2 separate regions of the Mus musculus genome follow, and region 1 is linked to region 2. A link is a contact called in public HiChIP or PLAC-seq data. All regions are on one chromosome and are shown on one strand. The core of a region is the stretch at or near the end of the contact, and the rest is flanking DNA. Distances in the headings are between cores, read along the strand shown. Region 1 holds the start of Efna4 (ephrin A4). Region 2 holds the start of Rusc1 (RUN and SH3 domain containing 1).

Evidence for each region. HiChIP or PLAC-seq counts read pairs in DNA pulled down with a chosen protein or histone mark.
Region 1: an HNF4G HiChIP or PLAC-seq map of pancreatic cancer cells shows a contact between it and region 2. The contact joins the promoter of Efna4 here to the promoter of Rusc1 in region 2. A contact is called at or near these places in 4 of 39 promoter capture datasets (the C10 cell line, embryonic stem cells, pre-B cells and 1 more), 2 of 484 Hi-C or Micro-C datasets (both in embryonic stem cells), 6 of 115 datasets of contacts at active chromatin or transcription factors (embryonic stem cells, memory CD8 T cells and pancreatic cancer cells) and 3 of 9 other capture datasets (adipose tissue, liver and pancreatic islet).

Annotation. Positions count from the first base shown.
Region 1 is chr3:89,333,885-89,339,757 of GRCm38.p6, reverse strand. It overlaps Efna4 (ephrin A4), which reads left to right and starts at 1,730. Exons shown (of 4, transcript NM_007910.2): 1 at 1,730-1,920; 2 at 4,286-4,581; 3 at 4,908-4,976; 4 at 5,326-5,873. The coding sequence starts at 1,808. The coding sequence ends at 5,468. It overlaps Adam15 (a disintegrin and metallopeptidase domain 15 (metargidin)), which reads left to right. Exons shown (of 23, transcript NM_001037722.3): 23 at 1-118.
Region 2 is chr3:89,090,853-89,096,154 of GRCm38.p6, reverse strand. It overlaps Rusc1 (RUN and SH3 domain containing 1), which reads left to right and starts at 2,792. Exons shown (of 11, transcript NM_028188.2): 1 at 2,792-2,888; 2 at 3,594-5,017; 3 at 5,249-5,302. The coding sequence starts at 3,682. Fdps (farnesyl diphosphate synthetase) reads left to right here. Exons shown (of 10, transcript NM_134469.4): 4 at 476-556; 5 at 679-801; 6 at 1,053-1,141; 7 at 1,223-1,295; 8 at 1,626-1,703; 9 at 1,790-1,924; 10 at 2,312-2,567. The coding sequence ends at 2,512.

The DNA of each region.
Region 1 (5,873 bases), core at 481-2,980, 240 kb before region 2:
AAATAGCTGCAGCGGGATGCTGGGGAGGGGCCGAAGCCGGGGCTGGAGTAGGTGGCGGAAGGACATGGACACTGTCTATCTCTGCTCTGTTGTAATAAATGTGAGATCTTGGAATGTGTCTGCTCCTGGAAGCTGGGTAGTTCCTGCTGTTTGCAGGTCTGGCCACTAGGAGACGCTGCTGGGTCAAACCAGGGCCTGTAGAATAGGATCACTTCCCAGAAAGGGTCAACAAGAATGTGTCACTTAGGATGCCTCTGGCTTGCTTCTGCCCAGTCTGGGTCCGATGGCCTCTGGACTCCCAAGTTCTCCCCAGCAATGCTGCTCAGCCCCCACCACAGCTAGAGACAAATGACCTAAGTCGTCAGACCTGCATCCCCACCCTCTGACCAGTGGCTGGGAAAATGGATCTAACTGGTGTTCTCAGAGCCCTGAGCCTGGGTGGAGCAGGGCAGCGGCTGCTTGGATTCCAAGGCTTCACACCTGCCTCCTCCACTTCCCTGCCCCCACCTGAAGGTTCCAGAACAAAGGTGCTTTGTGCTTTGTACTGATTGCTACCACCTCATCATTTAGACCTCAGGACTGAGGACTCCTGGGAGAGAGGTGTGTGCGGATAAGGGGCAGGCTGTGTCCCACAATGGTCACCCAGCACGATGCTCTAGAGGAATGTCAGGGGTGTCCCCAGAGCCACTTCAGTCCTTCCCCTTGTACCATCTGCGTGTGCAAAGCAAAAGAACAATGCATGGAAGGTAATTCTGCTTCAGCCTCCAAAAGTATCTGGGGTATCAGGTGCTGGCCATCATGTGTGTGTGTGTGTGTGTGTGTGTGTGTGTGTGTGTGCGCGCGCGCGCGCGCGCACGGCACCTATGTACACACTTTCCTACCCCCAAATAGGAACTTGCTGTGTGCTGACTAGAATGCTGGATTCTTCTATGGGTGTACTTCATGTGCCATCCAGCTCTGACCTCCCAGACTTCAATGAGGCTTTCTACCTTGAACCAATGAAGACACAAAGGACAAGATCTAAACATAAACCGAACCGGCCCTCTTAGGTGGTGCTGCATGAACCCCGTGGCTGTAATCCCAGCACTGGAGAGGATAGAGCAGGAGGATCATTGCCAGTCTGAGGCCAGCCTGGCTTATAATAGAAGTTCCAAGCCAGCCAGACTTTAGTGTTAAGACCCTGTTTTAAACAAAATAAAGTACAACATAGGATTTGAAAGAAGACAGCCTTGGTAAAGTGCTTACCTGAGTTTGGATAACCAGCACCCGTGTAAAAAGCCCTAAGTTTAGTGGTTTATTTCTGTAACCCCTCCGTGGGTGGGAGGGGTGAGGTGGGGCTAGGAAACAGGAGCACCCCCTCCTACCCCGACCCCAAGCTTACAGGACTGCAAGCCAAGCCAATCAGGGTTCAGTGAGAGACCCTGTCTCAAAAAATAAGGTGGAGAAGGAATAGAAGCGCCGACACGTACACACACATAGAAAACCAAAACCCTCAAGCATTAAGTCCTTAGTGGAATATCCACCATGCCACCCTCTTCCAGCACAGTGAGATAACAAAGGGACGCTTTGGCTAACCTGGAGCGCTCGGGGCACAGGAAGCACAAAGGGTTAACAAGAGTTGGCGCTGAGTAGAGAGGCGGAGACAAGTTTTCATTGGTGGAAAGTTACCCAGGGCTGTGGTCTAGGAGCCTCCACACCCCTCCTCCGTTCCGTACCCCCCACCCCCCTCCACTTTTGTACCTTTCTCGCCGGGACAGAGAAGTGGGCCGGGACCAGCCGGGCCAGACCAGACTGGACCCCAGGGGCGATGCGGCTGCTGCCCCTGCTGCGGACTGTGCTCTGGGCCGCGCTGCTCGGCTCGCGCCTGCCGGGGTGCTCCAGCCTCCGCCACCCAATCTACTGGAACTCCTCTAACCCCAGGTAGCACGGCCGAGCGAGGCGAGAGCCGAGCTGGGCCCGCGCGCTCCCAGGCTGTGCGCGCGCCCGCTGCTCGCCTTTTTGCAAGGCGCTGTCTGAGCCCTGCCCAGCCGCGCGATGGGGCTCCTTTGTTTGAGCCGGCGGGGGAGGGGCGAGGCGTGCCCGGGGGTCCCCCCCCGCCCGAACGTGTGTGTGGGGGCGAGCGGACCACCCTAGTCCTGAGGGTGGTCGGTTGGAGTCTGAGAGCAGGGAGCTGAGGGGGCCTGGGCCCCGTATTCCGGGTCCCGCCCCCCTTTTCTAGGGAGCCCAAACCTCCGGCGGGGCAGGAGCTGGGGTGGACCGCTGAGAACCAGGGAGGGATTTTTACCCAAGTGAAAGAACGTTGAGTTCCTCTCTGGTTCTGAGAGCCTCTCGGGCCCCTGGATATCTCTGCTTCCATCTTGATCTTATTTCTGTCCAATCCTGGCCCTGTTCTTCCATCTGATTCACCTGTGGGCCAGTCATTTGACCTTGCTCACCTCAGTTATGTCATCTACAAAATGGGCTAATAATACCCAGTACCCTGGGAAGCAAGTGGACTGACTGAGGTCAGGCTTGTGGAAAGGAGTGCCGCTGTACAGATTTCAATGCTTATTTCTTCCCCTCTGCTGAGCTGGCTGCCTTTGAACCTCGGTATTTTTTGCTGTTTGCATCCTGCTTCCCATTCCTCCCTGCCTCTCTGCCTTCCCCATCTGTTTTCCTTTCTGATTTTCTACTTCAGACAATCTGTGGCTCTGTTCATTTATTCACTAACATTTGATAAGCACATACTCTGTGTGTGTGTCAAGACCAGTGCTGAGCTGCTGGGCTTTACCAATGAAACCCTGCCCCGTGGGAGGCCACAGCCCCCCAGGGAGGGCAGGCCTAAAGATAGTCATTCCAATACCAATACCGGGTGATAAGCGCTATTGTCCTGGACTCTGACTTCTTCTATCTCAGTTCCAGACCAGTCCCTCAGCCCCCAGCTCTTGTGTTTCTAGTTCATTCACCAAATTCACAAGTATTTCCTGAGCTCTGGCTTGGCAGGGGGTGTTTCTCCACACCCAGTGTGATGAAGCATACAAAGATCCTATCTCCCCTCTGTTCCTGGTTCCTTCTCTGGCTAGTGGTCAGAGCCTAGCCCAGGAATCCTTCTAATCAAGAGTCGACACAGCAGGTGGTTCTTGGCCACCCACTGAAGGATGTTTAGAGGCCTTTTCTAAATCATGCTTTGTTGTGTGCGTGCCTGTGTTGGACTCATTCGGTATGTGGTGCTTGGGGGGTGGCCTGTCCGGCCCTTCTCGCCTGTCCTGGCCCCTTCGGGCTGCTTCTGAGAGGAGAGGAAGAGAATCTTGATTGTGTGGAGGGGACTGTCTTGATAATGAGCATCTACTTGTCTGCTTAAGAAAGGAAGCTGGACTGTGTGTGGTGGCCTGTAAATCCCAGTCTTTGGAAGGCTGAGGTCACACATAGGGCTCACAGCCAGAGGACCCTCCATCAGCCCCTGCACTCACTCACACATACCCACATACACATTCACGCATAGCTTAAAAAAATGATAAAATGAATGAAGACTGAGGTAAAGCAGGAAGATAGTGAGTTCAAGGCCAGCCTGGGCCATATAGTAAAATCTGTAAAAAGTGAAAAAGCGCCCACCTACTCATTTTCTTTTCACTGTGGGGGGCAAGAGTCTACCTCTCGCTGTGATGACACTGAAGACCCTCCCAGCTCCTGCTTCATGTCGGTAACTATTCTGTGGGCATATATCTGTTCCCTGCCTCAGTGTCCTGGCAACGTTCGTCCTCTTAGCAAGCACAGATGGTAGGCCAGGCCCCATGGGGGTGGGGGGGGGGGCAATAGGCTGCAGGGAAGGTGCCCCTATAGATAGGGTATGGTGATGGTCTCCTCGACAATAACAAGCCTTGTGGGCTGGGCACTGCAGCTTCTAGCCTTGCTAACACTGACATGATGGGCACATTTATCTATCAAGGAGAGGTTCAGTCTGGGAATTGGCGCAGGCATGTAAGCTCAGCTACTTGAAAGGTTAGGACAGGAGGGTCGTAGATAGGTTCAAGGCCTGCCTAAACTATAGAGCCTGTGCGATTTAGCAATACCCTGTTCCAAAAAAAAAAAAAGCTAGTTATAGCTCAATAATAGAACATTTGGTTCAATCCCAGCTACCAAAAAAGGGAGGACATTTTTTTGAAACGGGGTGGATCTCTCTTAGAAACTCATGTATTCCTGAACTATTCCATCTCTAGTGGGTATGACAGAGGCAGGCTCAGACCCCACATGTGCCCCAGTGGTCCTATGCTATAGCCTATCAGCCAACACTCCCTTGTGCCCACAGGTTGCTCCGAGGAGATGCCGTGGTGGAGCTGGGCTTCAACGATTACCTAGACATCTTCTGCCCACATTATGAAAGCCCAGGGCCCCCAGAAGGCCCGGAAACCTTTGCATTATACATGGTGGACTGGTCAGGCTACGAGGCCTGCACGGCAGAGGGGGCAAATGCCTTCCAGCGCTGGAATTGCTCGATGCCTTTTGCCCCTTTCAGCCCTGTTCGATTCTCAGAAAAGATTCAGCGCTACACACCCTTCCCGCTGGGCTTTGAGTTCTTGCCTGGAGAGACTTACTACTACATCTGTGAGTGCCTCTGGGGGAAGGTGGGGGAGAAGAGTGGGACTTTGCCTTGTGTCAGAGACCTCTAAAGTAAGGAGAAAGGAAAGGCTGTGGGGAAGGGAGCTGTGGCTCCTGATGCTTAGAGAGTTGGGTTGAGCTTGGGACGAGGTTAGGGAACAGCTCAACTGAGTCTGCAGGGAAGAGTGTGGAAGCCAGGAAGGACTAGGGAAATGCTGAGAGCCATGGATGGGCTGGTACCTGGAGTGCCTCCCAAAGGAAGAGGACCTGCTTACAGCCTATCACCAGGGGATGGTTTTCTTCTCTAACTTCTTCCTCTCAATTTCCTACAGCGGTGCCGACTCCGGAGAGTCCTGGCCGGTGCCTGAGACTCCAGGTGTCTGTCTGCTGCAAGGAGAGCGGTAAGTGAACCAGGGTCTCCCAGGTAGTCCTTCCAGCCAGTGTGGGAAGGAGAAAAAGACTGGGGAGGAAACAGGAACATCAGACCTAAGGGGCCCGTCAGGCTTCAGACCCTTCTCTGCTAAGTCATTCCTGTGGGAGCGTCCACTACACCCTTTTAAAAGCTGGGCACAAAACGGGGTGTCCAAGGGGCCTTTAAACTCTTAATTGGGCTTGAAGACTACTGGCTAGGAAGACTTGGAAGTTGGGGTTTGGGAAGGTAGTGGATGCTTTGGGACCCCCTCTGGGAAAGACCTGGAGGAAGCTGCAGAGGCAGCCCGCAGACCCAGCAGTTCTTCCTCTCCCTCACAGGGTCATCACATGAGTCAGCTCATCCTGTTGGGAGTCCTGGAGAAAGCGGTACGTCCGGGTGGCGGGGAGGACACGCGCCCAGCCCCCTGTGTCTCTTGCTGCTGCTGCTGCTCCCAATCCTCCGTCTCCTGAGAGTTCTGTGAGCCAAGCACACCTTCCAAGTCACCCCAAGGAACCGCAGCCCTTGTCAAGAGCCTCTGTGGAAGGGGTTCCTGCCACCATACAGGCGATGCCAAACCAGGCAGACAGGATGAAACTTTGATGTGCAAAGTCGGAGGATCTGAGGTGACCCTTGTAGGTGACTGCCCCCTCACCACAGGCTGAAGAGGGACCTGTAAGGCAGCTGCCGACAGTCCGACAGTCCGGGGGCGCCCAGGAACATAGCATAGCTGCTTTGATGGTCTTGTCTCCTCCCCCTGGAAGACTGGGATTCCAGGGGATCAACTCCTTGAGACACTGAGGGCCCAAGCCAAAGACCTGGGAACAGGTGGGTTCCTGGCCAAGAAGCAAAGGAGAAGCCATGGCGCCTGTGCCCTCCAGGCCTCTTC
Region 2 (5,302 bases), core at 1,543-4,042:
TTTGTTCCCATAGCTTGCTGAGTCTGCTCCCTCATACACCCCAGCACTGCCCGCCCAGAGGTGGGCAGCACTCACTGGGAAAATGCCTCACAGTCTTGCCCATGCCAATCTGGTGTGCGCATTTTTTAAGTTGAGAGTCCCTCTTTCCAAATAGCTGTAGCTTGTGTCAAGTTGACCTTAAACTCACCAACACAGTCACTTACTGGGGTAGAAATTCACTGATGCTTTGGAGAAGAGGGAGCCACATGAAGTTGTTTTACACTCTCCTGCTACCGGGGACTCTAGAGCCTGTTAGAGGTGCCAGAGGTGTGTTTTAGTTCATTAGCCTGAAAAAAAAAGGATGCCTACGTGGTATCGAGAGGAGGTCTCCACAGCCAACCCTTCTACCCAGTGTACAGCAGTGTTCAGAGCAGCAGCTGTCTCTGAGAGAGAGCTCCTCCTAGAGCCCTTCAGTCTTACCCTGTTCCTCTCCTAGCTCCAGGCTTTCTTCCTTGTGTCAGATGACATCATGGACTCTTCCCTCACTCGCCGGGGACAGATCTGCTGGTATCAGAAGGTAAGGCACGCAGGAAAGTAGCAATGGGTGTGGTAGACAGGCCATAGGAGAGGTGGTTGGGGTGTCTGCTGTGATGGTTTGAATCTGGCCAGCAGTAACTTGTTTCACACTGTTCCTAACAGCCAGGCATAGGCTTGGATGCCATCAACGACGCTCTGCTTCTGGAAGCCTCCATCTATCGTTTGCTGAAGTTCTACTGCAGGGAGCAGCCCTACTACCTGAACCTGCTGGAGCTCTTTCTGCAGGTGCATTGCAGTGGGGCTGGGGACCCACACCTGTCTCCTGTAGCTCTAGCCTCTGTGGCACGTGCTCTGCTGTGCTAGACTGGGAAGTGTGCAATGGCAAGTGAAGAAGGCTGTCATGTGATTGTGAGCATGCACGGAGCTGCTCTCTTCCCTCCTGCCTGCCTGCCTAGTTGTCAGCTGCTTGGGATGCAAGCATTTCCTGGTCCCGGAGAAAGCCTGGCTCAGAGCCCGTGTGTTATTTTCTTCCCTAGAGTTCCTATCAGACAGAGATCGGGCAGACTCTAGACCTCATGACAGCACCCCAGGGCCATGTGGATCTTGGTAGATACACTGAAAAGAGGTGAGGCCACTAGCAATCATGTGTAGACAGAGACTAAAGATGGGCTGTGTCCCCATGAATGCATCTTCTCCCCTGACTCAGGTACAAATCGATTGTCAAGTACAAGACGGCTTTCTACTCTTTCTACCTGCCTATTGCGGCCGCCATGTACATGGTGAGTTGGTGGCACTTCCACTGTTTTCTTTCGGGGACGCTGGGACAGGAGGGCATTTACTGTGTGACGGTGTGACCTCGGGCAAGCCCTCTGTCCCTCTGATACTGGAAAGTGGGCAGAGTTGAGGCCTGTGGATGGTACATCTGGCGGGGGGCGGAGGGGGGGCGGCAGAGCGAAATTGAGGCTGAGGCAGGAGACTAGGTGTGGAGGTGGTTTATGGGTCAGGTCTTCGTTTCATTTTGTAAGAAGTTGAAGTTGAAAGTGGAACCGTAATGGCTGCAGCTCCCAGGGGAAGATGTGTGGTCATGCTGCCTACCCTGTCTCCTACAGGCAGGCATTGATGGGGAGAAGGAACACGCCAATGCCCTGAAGATCCTGATGGAGATGGGCGAGTTCTTCCAGGTCCAGGTAGGCAGGTCCTGCAGCCCAGAGTGCATATTTTCTCTTTCCCGGCCTGGGGACCTCCTCATCTCTCCTTTATGCCTGCTGCCTAGGACGACTACCTTGATCTCTTTGGAGACCCCAGTGTGACGGGAAAGGTCGGCACTGACATCCAGGACAACAAATGCAGCTGGCTGGTGGTTCAGTGTCTGCTACGAGCCTCTCCTCAACAGCGCCAGATCTTAGAGGTGCTCGAGTGGGGCCTGGGAGTGGCATGTCCCTTTGCTAAGGGGATGGAGGAGGGGTGGTTAGGAAAGCAGGGTGATTTTGCTGTCCAGGAGACATTGGGCAACTAAGTGCAGTTTGATGTTTGTGCTGAAGGTGGCTAGCAGGCAGAACCGGGAAGGTTTTGGATAGTGCCAGACAACGCATGCTGCCCAATAACTCAGCCGTGTCAAGGCTGGGAAACCCTAGAGGAAGTAGAATCCAGAGCCAATACCTGAACTTTGGGCTCGGGAGGCAATGCTTGGTATCTTGGATCCCCAGAGAGGAGAGTTTTGCCAGTGTCTGGAGTGAATGAATGAGTTGTGAGGGCCTTTGGACCCAGCCAAGTAAAGCTGTTTTCGTGCTTCCAGGAGAATTATGGGCAGAAGGACCCAGAAAAAGTGGCTCGGGTGAAAGCACTGTATGAGGCGCTGGATCTGCAGTCTGCTTTCTTCAAGTATGAGGAAGACAGTTACAACCGCCTCAAGAGTCTCATAGAGCAGTGCTCTGCGCCCCTGCCCCCATCCATCTTCATGGAACTTGCAAACAAGATCTACAAACGGAGAAAGTGACCCCGGAATTGGAGAGGCTGGGAGGGAGGGGGTCTCAATAAATTATTGTTCAACATCCTGTGGTTTTATTCTTGTGGCAGTCAGGAGTTCAGCTTTATCCAGAATGCAGGGGTGGGAGAGGGCAGCTTGGAATCCAGGTTGGCAAAAGCATTCCTTGAGACCCAAAGCGTCTGCTTTGTAGATGGGTGACATAGGCACAACGTCAAGTGTTGCGTGGGGGTTGAGGGGCGGTCCTGAGCTATGCCACGCCCATGCGTGAAGGGGTGCGGCTGCGCAGCCACAGTGGGTTTTGCCGGTGCCCCTCCCCTCCGCTCTGTTCCCTGCTGGGCGGGGACGCAGACGAGCCCAAGGCCGGAGCGATTCCAGGAGGACTGCGGTGAGGAGGGCTCGGTCTGAGGGTGCGGATGGATGGATGGATAGATGCATGGATGGATGGATGGATTGATAGCACAGGAGAGGAGCAGTTAAAAGAATAAAGAAACGGGCGATGGCTGGGTGATGGGAGACGACACAGAGTGAATGGACAAATCTTGGCGTTGCGGTGGGTGAGGACACAGGAGGAAGGCTAGAGCTGAACAGGGACTGGGACAGATGCAGAGCTGACAGCAGAATGCTTCCCCTTGCTCCAGCCCAGACCCCTCTCCTGCGTTAACAAACCAAACCCTTCGTCTTGTTCCCCACCATCCACCTCACTAGAGCATCCGGGCGGGGTCCCCTTCCTCCCAGGGTTAGGCTGGAGGACAGAGCTTGATTAGGAAGAATCGGTGTATTCTGGGCCCTATTCTTTTTCAAGCATCGCACCCCCATATTCTGGGCCCCACTCTTTTTTCAAGCTTCGCAGCCCCACAAAGATCAGAGTACAACTGCATTCTCTGATGACCCTCCTTTCTCCGTTCCCTGGAGGTTATGTTCAGCTCCACCTGCAAATACTGCAGTGGGAACTAATGGCCTGTCCGTGGTGATTTGAATCTCATTTAAATATCTCCCAAAGCAGCCAGATCCTTCCCAGGCCTGTTCTAGTCCTCAGTCACCTCCAGTGCCCTTACCCGTGATCTAGGTTTCAACCACCCCTGTTTTCTAGGTCTGCATCTACACTGTCAGGTAGGTGGATGTGAGACGCTGGATCCTCTTGGTTCTCTGAAAGCCATACGTCGTCCTCCCTCGGCACCATGCTGTCCCCTCAGCGGGCTTTACTCTGCAACCTCAATCACATCCATCTCCAGCATGTCTCCCTAGGCCTGCACTTGTCCCGCCGTCCTGAACTACGAGAGGGGCCTCTGAGCACACCCCCGCCCCCGGGAGACACCGGGGGCAAGGAAAGCAGGGGGCCCTGCAGCGGGACCCTTGTGGATGCCAACTCCAACAGTCCAGCTGTGCCCTGTAGATGCTGCCAGGAGCACGGGTCCAGCATAGAAAATCAGCAGGACCCTTCCCAGGAGGAAGAGGCTGTTTCCCCTTCAGATCCAGGATGCTCTTCCTCTCTCAGCTCCTGCTCAGACCTTAGCCCTGATGAGTCTCCAGTGTCAGTCTACTCGCGAGACCTGCCTGGTAATGAGGATGCAAACCCTCAGCCTAGCACCTTGGAGCTGGGCTCTCCTCTGGCTCCAGCGGGCCCTAGCACCTGCTCTCCAGACAGTTTCTGTTGCTCTCCTGATTCTTGCTCTGGAATATCTTCTCCACCTGGACCTGACCTGGACTCGAACTGCAACGCCCTGACCACCTGCCAGGACCTACCTTCCCCAGGCTTGGAGGAAGAGGAAGACAGTGGGGAACAGGATCTTGCTACCTCTGAGCTCTCAGAGACCGAAGATGGGAGAATCGACGCAGGGAAAGCAGAGCCCAGTTGGAAAATTAACCCCATTTGGAAAATTGACACAGAGAAAACTGAAGCTGGGTGGAAAACCATCGAGGACAGTGACTCTGGTCGGAAAACAGACGAAAATACAAACTCGAGCTTAAAAACGGAATCTGGGAAATTGGCTTCTTGTTTGAACACCAATTCTGGTTCGAAAATAGATGCAGGGAAAACTGATGGGGGATGGAGAGGTGACGTCAGCCAGGAGCCGGTGCCCCATCGGACAATCACGTCCTTCCATGAGCTGGCCCAGAAGCGCAAGCGGGGTCCAGGGCTGCCCCTTGTGCCGCAGGCCAAGAAAGATCGCAGCGACTGGCTCATAGTCTTCTCGCCCGACACTGAGCTCCCGCCGACTGGGTCCTTGGGAGGTTCTTTGGCACCTCCCCGAGAAGTCACCACCTTCAAGGAACTCCGGTCGAGAAGCCGAGCCCAGCCTCCGCCAGTCCCGCCCCGGGACCCCCCGGCTGGGTGGGCTTTGGTCCCGCCTCGACCGCCTCCCCCACCCGTCCCTCCGCGGAGGAAGAAAAATCGACTTGGGCTGCAGCCTATTGCAGAGGGGCTGTCGGAGGAGGGCAGGGCGGCCAGCCCCCGGGCTGGTGAGGAGGCATCCGCCTCGCAGGAGCCGGAGGAACCGCGCGCGCACGCCGTGGGTAAGAAGCGCGGACCCGCAGGAGGGCGGGTCCTGAGCCCGCCCCTGGTCCCCTCCTTCTGCAGTGTCCTTCCCGCCCCATCTCCAGGGCGCGCTCTGGGAAAGGGAAACTGGGTGGATCTTGGAGTGAAGGGACTAACTCTTTGCTCCTCTCTTTCCCGCCCCTCCTTGCCTGGCTGCCGGCCGCACTGCCCTCCCCCTCTGCACCTGGCCCCGCCAATCCCGCCTGCAGCCGGTCCCTCGCTATTCCCTCGGCCCCCGGTTTTCCGGTTCTCGGCCGACGGGC